2 separate regions of the Ovis aries genome follow, and region 2 is linked to region 1. Evidence: chromatin contacts called from public Hi-C data. All regions are on one chromosome and are shown on one strand. The core of a region is the stretch at or near the end of the contact, and the rest is flanking DNA. Distances in the headings are between cores, read along the strand shown. Region 1 overlaps ASRGL1 (asparaginase and isoaspartyl peptidase 1). Region 2 holds the start of SLC3A2 (solute carrier family 3 member 2).

Region 1 (7,276 bases), core at 1,454-3,953:
TGTTGTTCTGGAAGGGGAGAGAAGCCCAGCCTTTGTTCTCATCCCACAGAAACAGTCCTGGATTTGGTGAGATTGGCATCCGCCTATGCCAATTTGTAGATACTTCTGGAAATGCCCTTTGCCCAGGAGGCACTTGGCGAAAACTCTTGCTTACTGTGTGGCCAGCCGGCCGTAGGAGAGGTTGAAAGGTGAGCGGAGCTGGGAAGGCAGTGAGTGACCCCGGGGAGAGGCAGCGAGGAGGCCCCAGCAGGAAGGGCGGTTCGAGGCCTTTCCTGGATGGTGCATGAGGTGAACCTGCTCCCCACCTGCTCGTCCCACTCTAGCTCGCGCCTTGCCAAGCTTCTGGGTGAGGCCGTGTGCTCTGGCACAACCCATGTTTCCCTTTCCAAACCTTAAGCCCGGTGCTGTTCCCACAGCCCAGCTCGGCAGGCTTGCGCTGCGGAACCAGAGGAGGCAGCCTGAGTGGCCGGGCAGGCACGGTGCTGTGGGGCCCCTGGCCTGACCACCCAACAGGTCAGAGCCGGTAAAGCAGGGCAGGAACCGAGAGGGGGGACTGAGAGGCACCCACCCATCCCCGCAAGGCCGAGGAGCTGCACAAACCTGCTATTGGTGACGTTTTTTTTGAGAACGCTGGAGAAATCTGAATGCCGACTAAGTGTTACAACAGGTGAAACTTGCCTGACCTGGAAAGCTGGATTGTTAACTGAAAAAAAGTTTAAAAAGGCATATATGGTGTGATCTCATTTTGGACAAAATAATAATGAATACGTACCGTAGGTGTTAATAGTGATATCGATTGGGTGCTAAAAATCTTTTCCCCCTTATTTTTTCTTATTTTTGTGGCTCTGTGTTTTCTCACTTAAGTTTTTTTGGTCATTGTCTTCAACTGCTACGATGAACATACACCTCTTTTGTTATATTAAAAGGTTGTTTTTAACTAAAAAACATTTGCTAAAAATTGCTCCTCTGCAAGAGAGCAGCTTGAGTCATGGATGGAACCATGGTCCTATGGGACAGGAAGAACTAACCTCTCTGCTCCTTTGCTCCCAGCCACAGCTTAGAACGCAAACTCCACCTGAGTTTGACCCGTGCTGAGCTGCTTCAGTTGTGTCCAACTCTTTGTGACCCTATGCACTGTAGCCCACCAGGCTCCGCTGTCCATGGGATTTCCCAGGCAAGAATACTGCGGTGGGTTGCCATTTCCTCCCCCAGGGGATGTTCCTGACCCCGGAATTGAACCTACATTGCTTATGTCTCCTGCATTGGCAGGCAGTTTCTTTACCACTAGCGCCATCTGGGAAGCCCTGAGTTTGGCACAAGGTCCAGATAGAGCTAATTATTGCAGAGCAAAAAACAGACTTGACTCTGAGATGACGAGTGATTAGTGAGTGATTAAAAAAAATAATAATAAATCTCAGCCTGGCCTCCTCAACCAACCCAGGCCAGGGCGGTCCCAAACTTCTCTTTGTATGAAAATCCAACTGTATTTTAATAGTGGGTTGAGGAAATCAAAAAGCAGGATTTGAAGGATAAAGTTGCTAAGTGTGCTATCCTTTCCCGCTAGTCACCGGCAGCACTTGTGGGACTGTCCCAGGTATGTCTGGGCACCACTAGTGATGCCAGACTGGGTACCATGCATGACGTGATAAGACCATCACTCAGAGATAGAGGGTTTGGGACTAGGGAGGCCGAGATAAACCACAGTTTAACTGGAATGCAATGAGTGCCCTGGAAAACCCATTTCTCTGGGCCTTATTTCATCCTTCAGAAAGGCCGTATCATCCTGGGCCTCCCCTGGCAAGCTCGCCTCTCACAAGGCTGTGGCTCAGCTGCTCCAGGTCTTGTGTGCGGGACAGGTGAGTGGACGGGTGGTCTGCCCATCTAATGGCACCTGTGCTCTGGATGGAGCCACCCCTGGGCACCCACACCCACCACCGGCCTGGCCCCCTCCCAGCCCCATTCCTGGACCTGGCTCTGCCTCTGCCCTTCTGCCCAGCCCCATTCCTTCCTGGGTCTCTCCTACACTGCCCAGGAGGAGCCACTCTTCGGGCACACTCCCTGATTCCCGGGTGTGGGCGGCTGAAAGCGGAGGTGCGGTGGGGCACACAGTGTCCCCCCGGGCTTCCCCACACTTCCACTTCTGATGAGTAGGGAAACCATTCCCTCCTCCTTTTGCCCTCAGAGTCTGTAATTTCTCCTGCAAGAGAGGAACATGTCTAAAAAGGACATTATTTGGGGGCAGGGAGAAACTTATTGTCCAACAACTACAAGGTTACGGCCCTTCCTTCCTGGGACTGTTTGTCCAGATCAGCAGGTGGGCCGAGCCGCACCCGGCAGACACCCGTGCCCACTGGGCTCTGGGTCCCCACATTTGGGCCAAATGTGTGAGCCTCTTCCTGGCTGGAAGTGGCTGCCTGGCCGAGCTCACCCCTGGGCTGTGGCGGTCGGTGCAGAGCAGGCTTCAGTGATTTAAAAGACAGAGACGTGGCTGATTTTGATTTTGTGGGGCATTTGCTACCAATTTTTTCCCCCACAACTGTGCTCTAAAACAAACTGTAGTATTTAGATGAAGGTCAGGAACAGGAAAACCTCTTTTGGTCCCAAAATTTCTGAGTATATTGTTTTGCTGAGTGGAGGTGAGTTATCTTCCTTTAGGGCTGAAGACTGTGGACCGTGTGGTTTGCTGCCCTCTTGTGGCAGAGAAGGGATCCGGGGCTGGCATTCCCCCAGACGTGGCCTCCAGCCCCCATGTGTTGGGACAGTTGGGGAGCTGCCGCTGGGCAGCCTGTGGGCCAGGAGACCTCCCCCCTGGTCTCTGCATACAAGATTCTGACTAGTCCAGTGACTGTTTGCAGAAGTGAGGTCTGAGGCCAACATCACACACCTTGGCCGCCACAGAGGAGCTGGGGGACCCTTCCCTCACTGGGCGGCCAGACCTGAGGCCCTAGGGAAACCTGTGACCAGAGCCGCGTCCCTTGTGAACAGAAACGAGATGTGTGAAACCAGGCCTCGCTCCCTGCTCCTTCCTTCTCTACTCAGTGATGGTTTCTTCTGCAGAAGTCTCTCCCTTCCCAGCTCCTGAATGGTCCTGCTCTGCCTCCTGTTGGGGCTGAACCGGGACGCTCAGAATCCTTGTGCTGAAGCCCTGCCACTCAGGGTTTTGGAGACAGGGTCTGTGAAGAGGTGGAAAGCAGGCCGTTAGGTGGCCCTGACCCACCTGACTGGTGTCCTTGGACGAGGAAGAGATAAGGCCAAGGACAGGGCCTCTGGAGGAGCCACCCTGCTGATGCCTGGACCTGGGCCTTCCCGCCTCTGGAATGTCTGTCGTGAGCCTTCGCCTGCAGTGTTTGGATGCTGGCAGCCCCAGTGAGTGAACATGCCTGTTGACAGAGTGCCATCTCTAAAGGGCGGAGGTTGCCTCTGAGGCTTAAAGGACACAACCACATGGACTTCCCCTGGGGCCTGGCCACACGTTCTGTTTGTCTAGAGGCTCTGGAGATAAAACACTGAGCAGCTGGCCTCTATTTTCATTTAATCATCAGAGTGACCTACTTTATAGATGACCATATTCTCAGAAGTTATCCTGCCCAGGGTCACCCAGGTTGTGGGGAGAAGCAAGATTCAAACTCGGCCGGCCTCCATCTCTCTCTCTCTCAGGCTCAGAGCAGAGGACACGGGTGCCGGGAAGGTCAGGGGACAGGGGCTTGGCCTGTGAGACCATCTGGCTTGAAGGTCGGCAACTGGCAAGAAGACGGATCCGTAAGCCCTGCTGATTACTGCAGCGGTGGCGGGGCCTCTTCCTCAGCCCATCCCCTCAAAACTCCATTCTTCTGGAAACTCTCAAATAATCTCCTCAAGGCAGGTGGTCTTATCACATCCACACACCACCCTTAGGCTGAGAGGTCTAACAAGTTCACCTGTCTGAACTGACAGACCAAGGGAGGTCATATACATTCTGGTCTTCGTCAACAGTGACTCCTGACCACACTGTTATTCTTTCAAAACGCATTTTATTAGTGGCATATGGAATTTAAAGTGAAGCAATTTCTTTTCAGAGAGAAAGCAAGCCCTGACAGGTTATAAAAAAATGAGCAGATATGTCATAGCAAAAATACTGTCTCCAGTGTAAAGAGGCTAATAGGAATACTCTCCACCAAGGAAATGCCTTTCTCTACCATGCTGACCACAGTGGACACCCAGTTCAGCTGGGGGAACCCGCAGCACTGGACAGTCACGGACGCTGTTAAGTCGGGGTCATCTGGACACTGACTGGCTCTTCCTGTTGTAGGAGAGGCAGAGAGGTCAATAGCCCCACGGTTCACTGTGAAGAACCAGGGTCTGGGAGGTGGAAGCTGGCTGGGGGCGGGGAAACAAGGTGAGCAGGCTCAGGAGTGAGCCCGAGAAAGCTCTTAATCTTGGGAGGGGCTCCAGGGTGCCCATGACGACTCTTCTCAGCTGCAGCTGAGAGCCAGGGGTCAGCAGAGGGTCCTTTTACAGCATCTGGAAACACGTCTGTATTGGTAAGTCAGAGATCTGCACTTTCTTAACAAAACCAGTTTTTCTGTTTCTTTTGCCTAATGTTCTTCTGGCTCCGAATGAGCTCTGCGACATTCAGCCTTCCATTAACTCTGCGGCTGTCTCCCCTTCACCGCTTCCACTGGCTCCTTCCTGCCCGCCTCGCCCTGCACTGGATCCTGCCCCAGAGCCCTCTCCTCCGAACCCCCCGCACCCTTGAACCTACAGCCTCTGTCACTGCTGTAGGTCCCCCAACTCCAGAAGCCGGTCCCTGCATCGAGGCCCTTTCTGTAAAGATCTTGCTGTTTCCTCTTTCTAGCCTCAGACAACAGGGACTATTCATGAGGAGGGCTCCGTGGAGTTTGCCATCTTCACTGGTCTTATTTTTACCTTAACATGGGCATTTCTCGTACACTTTGGAATCCGCCCCCAACCAGACACTTATCAAGGCAACAAAACGAGTGACAGACTGCAGCATTTTTCCATTTCTAGATCTAATTGATGAAGCTAGGTCTCCACACCAGGAGACTGCACGTCGCCTCCAAGCTAGCTTCTAGAATACAGCTTCTGGGGGCTTAGGACAGGTTGATGATGCTCGTGTCGCCGAAGTCAATTCCCGAGTGCAGCTTGCCGTCCTTTGCAGCTCCCCAGGGCATGGATGTGGAGGTCCACTTCACCGCCCACTCTCCTGTTTTGTTGACCATGATGATACCACCTACGCCTTTGACCTTTGACTTCATATGACCCAATGATGCGTTGGCAGCTTCTTCTAGTGATTTTCCTGAAAAAACAATGAGAGGTTGAGAACAGCAAAAGTTACTGAAAGGAATCTGATGGGGAAATTATTTACAGTATGGAAAAAGCAAAGCGTGTTAACAAAGATTATTGGTAAGCGATTACTACTTAATGTCTCAAACAAGGACCCTTAATTCTCTCTACAAGGCCCCTCCGCTCCACTGGGAGGAACCCAGGCTGAGTCTCTCTTCTGCCCCCTGGAGGCGGAAGGCGAATGGTATTCGAAATTCTCTTCTTTCTGCACCCTAACAGATAGGGACTCAACCAACCTGAAAGCAAAGCAAGGGTTTCCCATCCCTCTCCCTCTATTTATAAGCAGCTTCCCGGTTCCACATACCCTGTTCAACGTGGAAGAGCGCGAGTCTGGCCAGATTCACCTTCAGGATGCTCTCACCGTGCCCCGTCGTCGAGACGGCGCCGATGTCATTGTCAGCGTAACCTCCAGATCCTGCTCAAGGAAGGGGATTGGTTCTAACTGGGCAGCAACAGTCAGGAAAGTCAAACACATATTACAGGTCTAAAGCTACACGAAAATTAAATCCCAAGAGAGCCAGGGCGTCATGCCAAGGTGCTCCAGGGACCACCATGCGAATACCCTGAAATCGGGGCAGGGGGAGCCTCGGGGAGGCGGGCCTGACCTTTCCTGGAGCAGCTGTGCCAGGGCAGCTCCCCCTTTGCCCTGGGGCAGCCCTCACAGGATGAAACATATACACACCCTCCATGCACCCTCTCCCAAACACACACACTCCTGGGAATTAGATAAAGTGCTCCAGGGTTAATGCAAAGAACACTTCGATGTGTAATATCTTTTTTTTTGGCTGTGCAGCATACAGAATCCTCCCTGACCAGGGATCAAACCTGTGCCCCCTGCACTGGGCGTGGGTAGCCTTACCCCCAGGCCACCAGGGAAGTCCCTGTCATACTGAGTGGTGCTGTGCTGCTCTTACGCCACTCCAGTCTGATAACCGCAGACGCAAACTGTCAGCTTTCCTAGTCTGCTCATTTGAGCCCATTCCTGGGAAGAGGTTTCACGTACATAACCCTTTGGGCATAAGTAAGTCTGCAGATTGTGAAGCGGGTTACAGGGAAGAAAGAGGCAGCGGGGGTGCTGGGGTGACTTCAGCACCCTGTCTCCAAAGTTATTCCCAAAACACAGCATCTAGGAATCAGGTACCTGCTGGACAGGCCATCTTCTCCACGTCCCTGGACAACCGTCCCCAACTCAGGCCACCCCCAGAAATTCTACAGCTGCCACAGGAAGAGGAAGAGATGAAGGAAGAAAGAAATGGGGCGGGGGACAGAGACCGGAGAATGTGGACAAGACGACAGGGGAAGGCAGGGGCAGGGGTCACCCGTCCAGCTCACCTATACATGGTGTGTCCCCGACGCGGCCCGGCATCTTGTTGACGATGCCTCCCGTGGAGGTTGCGTAAGCCAGGTTTCCTTGGCAGTCCACGGCAACAGCACCCACAGTCCCCAAGTTGCTGCCAAAAAACAGAGAGTAACAGGCTGGACGTGAGACACTCCCACAGGTGACAACAAGGCTTAATACACTTCTGTGTTAATGGCACACGCGACATGCTTTGATTCCAGCATCCCCCACTCATGGTGACAGCGAAGAAAGCCTGTTTGGTTTACATTCCACACACCAGTCAGACTGCTGGACGCACCTTTAGACCTCAACTTTAAAGGGTCCGTGCAGTCCTGGCACCATCACTTTCTAGCTTGGTGACCGAGTCTCATTTTCCCCACCTATAAAATGGGGACACAATTAATTGAGCACTACTTAGACACCAGCACCCTTTGGATCCTCAGCTCCCCATCCCAGTCCAGAGGCCCTGAGTTTGCAGGTATGAGATGGGACAACCGCCCAGGTGACACTGATACTAACTGTCCACACACCTCACTCCGCCTGTGTCATGGGGTTTGCTATGAAGATGAAATAAGCCAGTTTTACTCTCACATT
Region 2 (7,276 bases), core at 1,715-4,214, 390 kb before region 1:
ATCACCAGCAAAGTCGAATTTTCACCACAGCATTTAACTCCACTTGACGTATTATTCGTCTGTTTCTGTGTTTTCTTCCAGAATATAAGCTCCAAGGGAGCATAAGGGGACTGGCTGCTTTGTTCCTTGTTGTATCTCCGGTACCCAGTAGATGCTCAACAGATAAATAGTATTGGTAAAATAAACATTAAGTGAAGGTCATGGCCATGATCTCCAACTGCCAAGAATACTGGCTTTTTTTTTCCGTTTTGATGTTTAAGTCACTCAACCTGTTAACAACTTCCAAAAAAAATATCCAATCTTTAACATTCCCTCTTTCTAAAGTGGATTCTCTATTACTACAGAAGTTGATGCAAACTCACTCATGGGCCACCTTGGGTATACAGGCATATTCTGATTGGCTCAGAGAAAATGCTTAAAAATTTTAAGTAACATGCCAACATTTTTAAGGAGCAAATTAATCAACAATTTTGGTTTTCTGGATTCTCCTGATCAAATTTTTCAGACAATATTCTGGCAAGGCACACTCAGCAGGAGCAAAGACAAGCATATCAAGATCCCTATCAGGCTCCTATGGCTTACCTGCATTACTTACATTCCTGCAGGTGTGAGTTGAGGACTTCTGATGTATTATAAATCATTCCTATTTCCCTTTCATCATGCTTGAATCCACTTATCTGTTGCCTAAATTACTGTGACAATCTAATTAATGTCCTGTCTCAACTTACCCCTTTTTCCCCACCTTGCTCTGTGTAGTGTGCGGGATCTTAGCTTCCCAAGCAGGAATCAAATCCATGCTCCATGCAGTGGAGGCAGAGTCATAACCAGTCTTAACGGGACCACCAAGTTAAGTCCTGGTTTATAGGTTATTCTACCTATAGTTCAAATTATTTAGCTTTGTATTTCAAGCCCTTCTCATTTGGCCTTCCCTAGGAAATCTTTTCCAACTTTATATTCTATGATTCCCCTTCAACCCATCTTTCATGAACTATATTTATACACTTTTCCAGCTCCAATCTTGTCACTCAGATTATTTCTCTAATTTGAATTTCCTTCCTGGATCTGCTTATCTACCCTTTAAGGCCCACAAACATTCTCCAAATACCATGCCCACAAACAACCTCCTTGCCTACTCTGGACCTTCTGAATTTTCCTTATCTGTTTCATTTTCTATACATTTTGTTACAACTTTTCAATCACCCACTTGGACAAGCATCTAACATTGTTGAATACATGAATTTAGTCTAGCTATAATAACATTTTTCAAATTGGGATTCTTTTGGTATTTGTTTTGTCACTTTTGTTTCGCTGGGACATGCATGGGGACAACACTGCCACCAAAGTAGTGAAAATTGGTTCTTTTGGAGCAGGAAGAGGGCAGAAAATCCTAGATATTACACAGAAGCTTTCTGGCCCTCTAAAGGGCCGCAGTATATAAGCAAATACACAGTTATATGTGTTAGTTGCTCAGTCATGCCCAACTCTTCGCGACCCCATGGACTACAGCCCACCAGGCTCCTGTGTCCATGAGATTTTCCAGGCAAGGATATTGGAGTGGGTTGCCATTTCCTTCTCCAGGGGATCTTCCCAACTCAGGGATCGAACCCGGGTCTCCTGCACTGCAGGCAGATTCTTTACGGACTGAACTACAAGGGAAGCCCTACACAGTTATATTAAGTTAGAGGGGGAAATGCTTTTTAGTTTTAAAGGCTCCTGGAGAGAGGAAGACAACAAGAAAAAAAATTGAGAAACAGTATCCAAGGATCATGCCATTTGTTTCCTGTGTACTTGTTTGCCCCCTAAATACCCAGAGAAGTGATAGTGATCAAAAGTGCAGGTTCTGTCATCAAGACTGCCTGGGCTGATTTGCACCTGGGCTGATATTTCTTAGCTGGGTAACTCTGAGCAAGTTAATTAACCCCTCCAGATCTCAGGCTCCTCATCCCTAACATTACCTTATGGCCTCCTCCTAGGGTTGCAGTAGTAAATGAGATCATCCAGGAGACCACACAGTAAGAGCTTAATAAATGGTTATAAAATGTACATATAGTACATTTTTAAAACGGTCATGTACCCTAGGTATGCATTACAAATGATTAAACTACAACTGGTTGTCCTCAGTAACAAGGGTATAGATGACTGGAACCACCCTGCCTGTCAGGCGGGAGTTGTACGCGGCTCTGCAAAAGCTTTTTACACCTAGATTCCCTCCAGGTAATCTGCATTAAGGGGCTTCCCAGGTGGCGAAGTTGGTAGACGACTCCTGCCAAGGCAGAAGAGGAAGGAGATGCGAGTTCGATCCCAGGGTTGGGAAGATCTCTTGGAGTAGGGAGGAGCCCCTGGAGTAGGAAATGGCCTCCAGTATTCTTGCCTGGAAAATTCCATGGACAGAGGAGCCTGGCCGGCTACAGTCCATGGGATCGCAGTCAAACACGACTGAGCGCACACACACACACACACACACACACAATGTCCTTAAAACGGCGTTTTAAATGTCGGCTAACGCTAGCCCCACTACAAGCTCCGAGCAAAATCGGACCAGACAGTAAGACAAAGGTGGCCGGTTACAGAAAATATCCTAAAACTGTTATAATATTTCAAGAGCACCTACAACCTGATTCACTTTCCCAAAACGGTTCCATGCAAGAGCCCTCCACTCGAGATCGGCCCGGGGCCCAGTAATACCTGAGTCGCCCCCCGCGCTGGGCCCCTGAGGACCAAGCCCCTGAGGACCAGGCCCAGAAGGCTCGCTGGGCGGCTGGCTTGGAACCGAGATGACGCCAGCGGAGGGTTCATGAGGCTCGTGGTCCATGGATTAGGACTCTGCACGCGGATCTAGAGTGTGTGCAAGCAAGGGAATGCTCAGGGAAGGGTGTGGGTCAGTCAGCTGTGACCGACACGGAGCGTCAGTCCAGGATCTGCGCGAAGCAGGTAACTCGCCGCCTGGGCGCCAAAAGAAGTCGCAGTAAAGAACCCACGGCACCACATTAGTCGCGCCTGCGCACACCCTAAGACGCATGCGCACCTTTTTCGCGCCACCGCTTCAGGAGGCGCACAGCCTCTCGTACTTCCTCTAGAAATCTCTACCCACAATCCACCCATTTCCCTCTGCGCTTGCGCCCGCCGTAGTCCCGCCCCCAAATCCCGTGGGCCTTTGCGAGATAGTATTTATGTGTCTCGCGGTAGCCTCTCAGTCTCATTTATCCACAGCTCTTGGTAAGTGATTTGGTTTGTTGAGGTTTACGAGGAAAACGCCCGTGCAAACGTGTCCGGGCCTTGGCCTCTCTTTGTGGTACCTATTGGGTTCGTGGGGGAGGAGAGAAAACGTGACCTTAGTGTTGAGGCCTTGAAGGGACGGGGGCTTTGTGAAGGACAAGATGGCGATGGCCGGCCGTGCCGACAGGCCTCTCTGTGATGAGACCCTTTTCACAGACCTGTACTGAACTCTGTGAGGATAAGAAACTCTGAGGAGGCCGGCCTTGCATGGCAACGCAGTCTTAGCTCCGGGAAACAAAGCGTTTACCAGACAGTGCTGACCCAATATCATTTGTTTGCAGGGTTCGGACGCGCGCCAAACGCTGAAGGATCTCAAACCGGTCTCATTGGAGTAAGTGCTCCTGGCCTCCCTTTACTGTCCTTTTTTTCTTCCTTGCTGAATATGCGGGAGTCCGACGGGATGTGCTACGGGGATGATTTCAAAAATTGAACTCTCTCTTTCTGATGGATTAGTGGAGAAAACAAAAACTCTGAGTAGCACCATCCGTAGCAGACGTTTGGGCTTTTAGCCCTGCGTTAAGGCACTAACGTGGGACAGTCAAACTACGAGATATAAAAGTAAGAAAGGGTATTGTTTTTTTCTCCCAGATGTGGTTTAATTCAAAGGAGCTTACAGATTGGAGGATGAGACAAGACTTAACCCTCTGTGGATCAAGTGTGGTGATGCTGCAGGTGGGTACCCGATGCTTTATGCAGATGGGGGGGTAGAAGCACAATGTCGGGATGGGACTTGCTGGTTGAAATTGCACTGGCCACTCCATGATGAATGTAAAATGACAAGCATATGCCTGAACTCAAAAATGATGTCATCTTACTACTGAGAAGTGGGCCTGGAATGCTCCAGGGTCTTTTAATGGTAGTTCTCGAGTACTAAAAAATAATGGCTCATTTTTCTGTTTCCAGCATCTCCTCACCAGTCTTGAGGAATTCAACTGCCTCCCAGAGTGAATGCAGGTAAGTTTTCAAATGGGAAGTTTGTGGTCTGTGGTGGTTTCAACAACCCCGAGAGCAAATGGTCAGTGGAGCAGTGTTTTTGCTCCTTCCAACTTGTTCCTCTTGGAATGATTTTCCTGGGGAGGGAGTCGGCAGCCCAGCAAGCAGCATAGTTTTGTGAGGGTGTGCTCTTCCCTCACCCACACATCACTCACTGTCAGATGATTTGAATTGATAATGCTGATCCTCTGTGAGGTACCACAGTTAATAGCATGTTAGAGTTCTGATGGCAGTTTCTGTTAATGAAGAAATTTTATTTCGTCTTAGTATTTTGGAGTAACCATTTTCTCCCCTTTTGTAGATTGTCACAGCATTAATAGAGTCATCTGTCTTACAGTAAGTTACTTCTCTCAGTATTGTGGGAAATAGAGGGATTTCTCTTGTTTCTGATAATGCTGTTTCTTGATCTTTTATTTTATCTTTATTGATTTCCTAGATGCCTCTTCATCTGCTCAGGATGACTCCTACAAAGAGTCCAGAGGTGAGTACTTGTAACCTTGCTTGTTGTTGCTTAACTCCAGTGCCAATGAAGAAAGCAGGCGTCCTGTCTTACCCCTGTTCTAGCCCCAGAGCCAGTAATGGTGAACCCACTGGGGCGAACTGGGAGAAAGGATGAAATTTCATTCCATGAGGAATTGTCTGAGGTACAGCAAATGAACAGCATTTGCTTGGCTTGGGTTATCCATTAACCCTAGTTAGAATAGTTTTGGTTGTTTTAGATATTTTGCTAATTACATGATTTTCTCATTCAGGAGCAGCTTGTTACTATACACACTTCTGGAAAGCCTCCAGAGTTAAAAGGTTAGTTGATTAATGTGTGTATGGCATACACCACCAAGTAGGCAGTTTCTATGATGAATCAAACTAGCTCACTATGATTTAAACAGTGAAAAGACATGAACATCTGAGAAACTGGGAAAGACAACAGTGGGGTACTGTGTGTGTGGAATTTGTATCACTCATAGCTTTGTCCTTCTTGTAGGTAACATTGCCAGTTACCGTCGCTCAGAGGTGAGTGGCCTCCATATGTGCATACAATGTATTGAGTGGGAGAAAATGCCTTTTTAGGCATCTGTGATGACTTACATGGAATCTCGTTCGGCTGATGATTTGCTGTTGAGACTCGGATATCTGATTTTCTGGGAATGGTAGCTTAGACAGTAATAGCTTATAATGCAAGAAGCCAGCATTACTGACTTAGTTGCCTTTGTGTTTTAGGTACAGCTCCTTGTCTGGTGCCTGAGAATGATTTTAGGTAAGTCTATTATCTATGGCTGCTGTATAGAATTCACCAGTTTTTGTTTGGTGCTCTGAATAACTGCAGACATGACTTGCTAAATCCAAAGTAAGTTTGTCTTTGGCCATTAGTGAACCACCCGTGACATTGCCACTCACCAGTGATGAGTTCAATACCGCCCCAGTCTGATCACTATGACTGAAAGGTATTTCTGAGCTGTGAGTTTCCCTTGGAGTAAAAAGTGACTGTAGTGGGAAATTGAGTGGCTTTATAGCCAACAGGAAACGTTTTGGACTAGCTGGTGATTCTGTAAAATGTCCATTGAAACCTACATAGCTTTTATAGATGGGCCTGTCCTGGAGACAGTTGACTTAGTTCCCAATCTTTTGCAGGGGAAAGGAGTAAGCCATCCATATATCTGCTCAGCTCTAGTCTGAAGTTGAGAGGTGAGTAGACTTAAACACAAGGTGTGTCAAGTTAAAATTTCCCAGTGAAGAAATCCTCACAAGTCTTACTTCCTGTCCTAGTCCCAGAGCCTGTAAAGGTGAACCCACTGGGGCTGGCTGGGGGAGAAGAGGAAAGCTTGTTCCAGAGGGAACTGTCTGAGGGATCATGAGAATTACTCAACAAGGCAAAGAGGGGAATAAATGACTGGTTGAAAGGCAGATTTTCATTTTTTCCCCCTAGATCTGAAGAAAGAACAAAGCACACATAATGGTAAGTATCTGTTCGTGCACTTGTATTAAATACACTAACCATGTTTAAAGGATAACTGTTAAGCCCATCAGGTATATACTTGTGAAATTCCAGTTAAGAAAAAACTCATTTTTCTTTTTCTCTACAGGAATCTAATGTAGAAGATAGCAAAACTGAAAAATCTTTGTACAGATTGCCTGTTCAACTTAGCATATTTGAATCATTTCAGCCTAAATAAAAATTTTTTTAAACCTTCATTGATTCCTGTGTTTGAGTGGGTCTGACTGGACAGAAATAATCCCAGAAAGATTGTTAAATGGCTTTCCCCATTCAGCTTGGCACTTTACATAACCCAGGGAAGTATCATTCAGGGAGCCCCCTTGGAGTTCTGCATGAAAGTGTACTGAGTTTGAGTGACCCCTTTAACTGTGCTTAAAACCTTAAGACTTTGGGTACTAGGAGACAGTGACTCGCCAGTTAAGAATATTGGCTGTCAACTTTTGGTATCTTGTTGACCCTATCTTTCACATGAATCTCTAAAATGATTTCTGTGGAGCTTAACAGCCCTGGGCCTACTACCAGAACTTCAGAAGGAACTGCAATGGGGTATGTTACGTCACTTCAGTCCTGTACAACCCTTTGTGACCCCATAGGCTGTATCCCACCAGGCTTCTCTGTCCATAGAATTCTGGCAAGAATGTATGTACTGTTTGCTGAGTCATGTCCAACTCTGCGACCCCAAGGACTGCAGCATACCATGCTTTCTTGCCCTACATCTCCCAGAGCTTATTCAAGCTCAGGTCTATTGAGTAATGCCATCCAACCATGTCCCAGACAGGTGGTCTCAGGTAATGACCACCTTTATATTTCTCAGTAGAACAGGGAAATGGATGAACTAGAATGCTCATCTGCTGTTGAAACATGTTTAGAACATAGTTGTATCAGAACTGGTAAAGTAGGCAATTTAGGGGCTTCTCTGTTGGTCTTTTTTTGCGTTTTCATACTGTTCATGGGGTTCCCAAGGCAAAATAAAGAAGTGGTTTGCCATTCCCTTCACCCTTGGACTGCAAAGAG

Evidence for each region. Hi-C and Micro-C count contacts between places; a contact is called where the count stands out from the background.
Region 2: a contact with region 1 is called in a Hi-C map of muscle, with 4 times the contacts expected there. The contact joins the promoter of SLC3A2 here to the enhancer-like site in region 1. A contact is called at or near these places in 3 of 16 Hi-C or Micro-C datasets (mesenteric adipose tissue, muscle and tail adipose tissue).

The regions. Positions count from the first base shown.
Region 1 is chr21:37,305,473-37,312,748 of ARS-UI_Ramb_v3.0, reverse strand. ASRGL1 (asparaginase and isoaspartyl peptidase 1) reads right to left here. Exons shown (of 7, transcript XM_004019598.6): 5 at 6,676-6,794; 6 at 5,648-5,758; 7 at 3,991-5,296. The coding sequence ends at 5,091. Among named protein-coding and RNA genes, the nearest start is that of ASRGL1, 23 kb to the right of the region's middle. Within about 2 kb of position 2,703, at least 17 of the 54 cell types and tissues checked have an H3K27ac peak or open chromatin away from gene starts, as enhancers often do. A contact at or near this core is called in muscle, where this site is marked.
Region 2 is chr21:37,691,798-37,699,073 of ARS-UI_Ramb_v3.0, reverse strand. It overlaps SLC3A2 (solute carrier family 3 member 2), which reads right to left and starts at 2,964. Exons shown (of 10, transcript XM_060404045.1): 1 at 1-2,964. It overlaps LOC114110053 (a long non-coding RNA gene), which reads left to right and starts at 3,157. Exons shown (of 12, transcript XR_006057536.1): 1 at 3,157-3,216; 2 at 3,558-3,607; 3 at 3,865-3,948; 4 at 4,180-4,230; 5 at 4,571-4,605; 6 at 4,706-4,750; 7 at 5,022-5,070; 8 at 5,252-5,280; 9 at 5,488-5,524; 10 at 5,899-5,952; 11 at 6,194-6,223; 12 at 6,351-6,459. LOC114110199 (small nucleolar RNA SNORD27) reads left to right here and starts at 4,031; the gene lies at 4,031-4,102. LOC114110200 (small nucleolar RNA SNORD26) reads left to right here and starts at 3,682; the gene lies at 3,682-3,755. It also overlaps LOC114110194, LOC114110204, LOC114110203, LOC114110201, LOC114110197 and LOC114110205, and 1 more gene.